Regions from separate parts of the Pan troglodytes genome. Here region 1 is linked to region 2. The links are chromatin contacts, called in public Hi-C maps. All regions are on one chromosome and are shown on one strand. The core of a region is the stretch at or near the end of the contact, and the rest is flanking DNA. Distances in the headings are between cores, read along the strand shown. Region 1 overlaps LIMCH1 (LIM and calponin homology domains 1). Region 2 holds the start of LIMCH1 (LIM and calponin homology domains 1).

Region 1 (2,700 bases), core at 103-2,602, 170 kb before region 2:
AGTTCAGGAGAGAGTACTTGATGAGAAATGCTGCTTTGGGTCAATATCATGGAGAGCTGAAGTCATGGACACAGTCAAGAATATGAGCATAGAAAGGGAGGCACAGGCATGACGCGAGAACCCTGGAAGTACATGAACATAACAGGGGGTTGCGGGATGGCGATCTGTTTCCCACCAGGGCCACAAGTGCTCTGGTTTTTGTGGAAATGTTGATCTGAAGGCAACTGGAGCAAAGGAAAAGAGTTTGACCAGATTTGTAGATTCAGGAGTCACTAGTGAATGGGTTACTAGGTGACTTTACTTAAGAAAGTATTTTTTTGGACTAAAGATGATAAATTAGTTAAGAAAATATAAATGATACAGGGTGACGGTAAGCGGGGGAGGTGTTCATTGAAAAGGGGCAAAAAAAAAAAAAGCGATAGCAAGGACAAAGTGAAAAGGAAATCCAAATGAAAAAAGAAAGTAGAGGAATACTAGTCAAGAACATAAATAGAAGGAAAGAAGATGAGGTCACCTTGTCTTCTTGTATCAAGTTGCCCAAATGCTCCAAGACAGAGGCAATATGTGAGAAACAACATTTGATCCATGATAGGAAATAATATAAAGACAAATGCATGTGCCCCTAACAGTTAATTTTACTAAAATTATTTATGATTTCCATTTTAAATTGAGGTTTTGAAACCCTCTTCTCTTTAGCTACTGGACTGGGAGTGACTTGTTTCTCCTCATCTGGATTTTCCTGGGGCCTTCCTTAGTTTTATGCTGCAAATTTTGCTTCTATAACATTAAACCCCAGAGCTCCAAGGTCCAGAGTTGCCATAGGCTTAGGGACAAACAGATGTTCATCAGGATCATTAAGACCTTGGCTTTAACATTTGGAAGAGGTGAATTTACTAAATGTTTTAAAATAATTGATATATGTATACACTGATATATAATACTTATATATTATTTATTTTATAGAACTATTCAAATATATTCCTTCCAAATATATGTATCTATCTCGATATTAACTAACTTATTTGGTTACATGATTCTGAAGAACAAAATTAGAAAGATTTTTAACGACTAATCACCAGCTCACTACCAACCAATATGGGGAATAAAATGCATCCACAGAAATAGCAGTTCTTAAAGAAAACATCTATTTCATTCACCTTGCTGAAACCATGTACCTTCCTACAAGGACCCCCCACAATTCTCAAACACAATTGGTTTTTTGTCACATCTAATTTCAATTAGTCATCGTGATATGGCTAAGAAGCTTTTTAACAACAATCAGTAAGGTCTACGTAGGATCTTGCTTAAATTCTTGACATTCTTCTCATTGCTTTCTGCAAAACTACATGCGCAGAAGGCGATCACAATGGAAACAATCAGTGAGTCATTACCGAGCTACATACTTCCTCTGCTCTGTGCGTGTGTGTGCGCGCGTGTGCACGCACGCACACATATGCCAATTCCTTCCAAAACTAAGAGTTGATTGTCTTCCTGATCTTGTACTTCTTTCCTTTTTCTACACAAAGGCAACATCGATGAAGCAATTAAAATCAGTTGCCAAGAATTATAAGACATATCAGTGCATGAAAAAAATATTCTGCTTCTAACCACATATGAACATGTAAGTTTTAGATTTTATGTGGATAGGTTCAGAAGGGCAAGGATTCTGCTTAAACAGTTCTCCAGATGACGTTAGACCACCTTAGTGCCCCAGTATGTCTTCAGGATAGTTGGTCTACAATTGTGGTATTTCAACCCAAGTAGATTATAATATTGAAAACAGCAATTTATTATAAAACTACTGTTTTCTTTTAAAATTCTCTTTCTCTCTACCTCCCCTACCCTCCATTCTAGGGGAATGCAGTGATGAACTGAAATGAGAAAACGTAATTAAAATCACATTCCTTCCCCAAGGGTCAACCTAATTATCAGCCTCTCACCCCAAAACAAATTTAGCTCTTTGAGAATGAAGGTCCTTATCACTCATGGAAAAAACACAAACAAAGATTAACATGCCATTTAGGCATGACTGCAATCTTTCATTTTAAGTGACCTCTTCGTTTAATGGATTCAATGCGTTCTCATTCAAGTGGAATATATATTGCAGGAGAGAACTGTAATAAATGGTGCTGTCATGACCCCTAGGTTAGAGCAAAGGAATATTGGAAAATAAATCTCAATTCCACATACTCACCAGTCCTGCAATGGGGGTAGGCAATCTATTGATCTTTTTAACAAGTCCTGGCTTTATAGCATTCAGCAACCTGTCATGAAAAAGGCAGAATGTCAAGTGAGACATAAAGCAAGATGGATCACACAAATCACCTTTATCCGGGGCTACAGCTAAATTGCTGGATAGGAAAAGCAGTGAATTTAAAGCATATAGTAAATCTCAATAATCTATCAGCCTTCATGCATATAAGTGAAGAGCTTTGCCAATATCAAGTTGGTCCATGGCAGGTGAAGTTTTAGAATTTAGAAATGTTGAGAGATGAGAAAAGGTAGAGACTGAGGAGGGCTTCAAGGAAAAGGACAAAGGGGAGAGCTGGATTGAGGTTGTGAGGGAATTATCTGGAACTGGAACCAGGTATTACAACTCAGGTAAGGCTTGTTGCCAATTTTCCTGGCTAAGACATGGGTCTCTCCAGGGATGCACTAAATTCAAAGACCAGTATCTATCTTTACAAATCATTTGCCAAG
Region 2 (2,700 bases), core at 16-2,515:
GCCATTTGCGCAGCCCCGCGTCCTCTCAAGCGCCGGGATGAGGACGGCCGCCGCCGCCGCCGCCGCCGCCGCCGCCGCAGGAGCGCGCTCCCCGCCCCTTCCCGCCCGCCGGCCTCCCCTCCCCGCCTCTCCCCGCCCCCGGCCGGCGCAGGTCCCGGGAGAGCCGCGCGCTGCTAGAGGACGCCGCGGCAGCTGTTCCCAGCGCCGCCCGGGCTCCAACGCGCCGTGAGTGACCCGCGGGAGCGAGCGCGGAGGCGCCGGGAGCTTCTTCTCCTCCCCACCTTCGCGGGCCGCTCCGCCCCCGGGGAGGGGGAGCACAGCTACCGACTAAAAATAACCCGGAGCGAGCGCTGCGTGTCTCCCTCCCGCTCACACCCGGCCCGATAGAGGGAATCCGCTGGCCGCCCCGCACGTCCCTGCGCCCCGCCGGCTGCTGAGGGGCGGGCGGATGGGTCTGGCATCATATGGGAGACGCGCGCCCAGGGGGGCGCACCCGGGCCCGGGGGAGCGGGCGCTGCGGCACCGGAGCAGTAGGAAGCGCGGGCTCTGGCCGCGCAGCACCTGCAGTCCTTCCTGGCCGCAGAGGTAGGGGCAAGGCGGGGCAGCCCCTGGCCCGGCGCCGGGAAGTACACAGCCACCTGATCTTTTTGTAAGAAGAAAAAGAAAAACGACCCTGATGAGCTTTTCCTTCTCCAGGAAGGCTACCTGTGTCCTAGTCTGTCGATGCAGTCAACCAACAGTCACTGTGCACCTACTATGCGTCAGGCACTGGGCCAGGCGCTGGGGACGTAGAGATGGAAACACACACACACACACACACACCCTACACACCCTACACACACACACACACACACACACACACACACACACCCTACCTGGAAGTCCTTGCCCTCGAGGTATCTACATTGTAGACGGAATTGGGGGCCGGGACAGACAATAAACATGTAAATCAAAAGAAGATAATTGTGGCGGGTGTTGTTAAGATAAAAGAGGAGAAGATAATGACTTGGAAAGAAAAAGCGCGGGGTAATTTCCGATAGCCTTCCCCCCTTTTGGCTGGGAGGCTGACCTGTGAGTCCCGGTTCCATTAATGGGAGGTAGGCAGATGGTCAGTGAGCTGAAGAGAGACGTGCATTTATTTATCTCGTCCCTTCCTGCAGGTGGGTAGGGGTTTCCAGAAGGTTCCCCATCTCCTCTTGTCCCACTCAACCTCCCAGGCCTAGGTATGGTAAAGGCTTCCCCATCCCATTATGGTCTCCCGATCCGGCTCACTTCTTTCTAACCCTTCCTTTAAACTCTCCTTGGCCACTCCCACTTGAGCATGCCTTCTGTTTTGCACTACAGCCCAAGTGACGATCAAGGAAGGTGTCTGTAAGGAAATGTCCTGAAGAGGTGCCATGAGTGAGGGAGATTTAACTGTGTAACAATCTGGGGGAAGAATTCCAGATGGATGCCAAGGCCTTAAGGTAGGAATGAGCTTCCCCGTGGAGGAGCCCACAGCGGGCCAGCAAGACTGGAGCTGGTGTGGAGAGCACCAGGCGGGAATGATAGCATGGGAGAGGCAGGCCAGGTCCCGCCTGCGGGTGAGGGGGCACACACTACCTTTTAGATTGTTGCCTGGGTATCCCCTGGTAGGCCACCAGGGAGCTCTGACCTACGTGAGCCCAGCGCTGGGTCCGGAGGAGCTCAGTATTCTTGGCCTAACCTCAAGCTAATGGATTCCCGTCTTCAGAATGGCTGCTAACAAGAGGTTTCTGACGGTGGCTGGAGGTCCCTGGGTGCCTCAGCCTCTAAATCTCTGTTCCCCATCCAGAATACGAGTTCAATCTTTGTCCAATTCTGCTGCTATAATAGGGGAATGGAACAAAAAGCAGGCCTCAAATTCCACCATTACCAGCTTTGGAGTCAGACAGGCTTTAGTTTATTTGCTTTGAAAACACTTATGTGGCACTTATGCTGTGCCAGGCACTGTTCTAAGTGCATTACAAATAATTGACTAACTCAGTCCTTATTCCAGCCCTGTAAGATAGGACTGTTATCATCCCTATGAGGAAACCAAGGGACAGAGCTGGTGGACAGGGAGGGTTGGATTCAAGCCCAGACAGCCTGGCGCCAGATTTGCTCCTAACTGCACACCAAGCTGTCTTACCAGTCCTGTCCAGACTCCCACTTACAGTGTGTCCCTCAGTTTCCTCACCTAAAATGAGGTGGATATAGTCATCCAGCAGAATCATTGTGAAAGGCACGAACAAGGGGACTGAATGTAAACAGACCAAAGCTGGACCTGACAAACAAGCAGTTGCTGAGTACAGACCACTGATCCTCACCTCCACCCTGCTGTCCAAAACAGAGGGAGGGAAAAGTATACAAAGAAGAGATAAAGAAGGCAAGCATGGGAAAGGGCTAAAGACGTGTGGGCAGAAGATGACCTTGTTTCCATAAAGAAACATGGCAAAGCAAACAGTCCACAAAATGACTCTGGTACACTAATACAATATATGGCTTTGGGCAGTGATATGATCTGGCTCCGTGTCCCCACCCAAATCTCATCTTGAATTATAATCTGAATTGCAATCCCCACATGTTGAGGAAGGGACCTGGTGGGAGGTGATTAGATCATGGGAGCAGTTTCCACCGTGCTGTTCTCATGGTAGTGAATGAGTTCTCATAAGATCTGATGGCTTAAAAGTGTCCGGCAGT

Evidence for each region. Hi-C and Micro-C count contacts between places; a contact is called where the count stands out from the background.
Region 1: a contact with region 2 is called in a Hi-C map of stem cell-derived neural progenitor cells, with 1.9 times the contacts expected there. The contact joins the enhancer-like site here to the promoter of LIMCH1 in region 2. A contact is called at or near these places in 1 of 7 Hi-C or Micro-C datasets (stem cell-derived neural progenitor cells) and 1 of 1 datasets of contacts at active chromatin or transcription factors (stem cell-derived excitatory neurons).

The regions. Positions count from the first base shown.
Region 1 is chr3:41,846,628-41,849,327 of NHGRI_mPanTro3-v2.0_pri, reverse strand. LIMCH1 (LIM and calponin homology domains 1) reads right to left here. Exons shown (of 26, transcript XM_063808788.1): 3 at 2,195-2,264. Among named protein-coding and RNA genes, the nearest start is that of LIMCH1, 170 kb to the right of the region's middle. Within about 2 kb of position 1,352, at least 3 of the 24 cell types and tissues checked have an H3K27ac peak or open chromatin away from gene starts, as enhancers often do. A contact at or near this core is called in stem cell-derived neural progenitor cells, where this site is marked.
Region 2 is chr3:41,680,824-41,683,523 of NHGRI_mPanTro3-v2.0_pri, reverse strand. It overlaps LIMCH1 (LIM and calponin homology domains 1), which reads right to left and starts at 1,265. Exons shown (of 26, transcript XM_063808788.1): 1 at 1,070-1,265.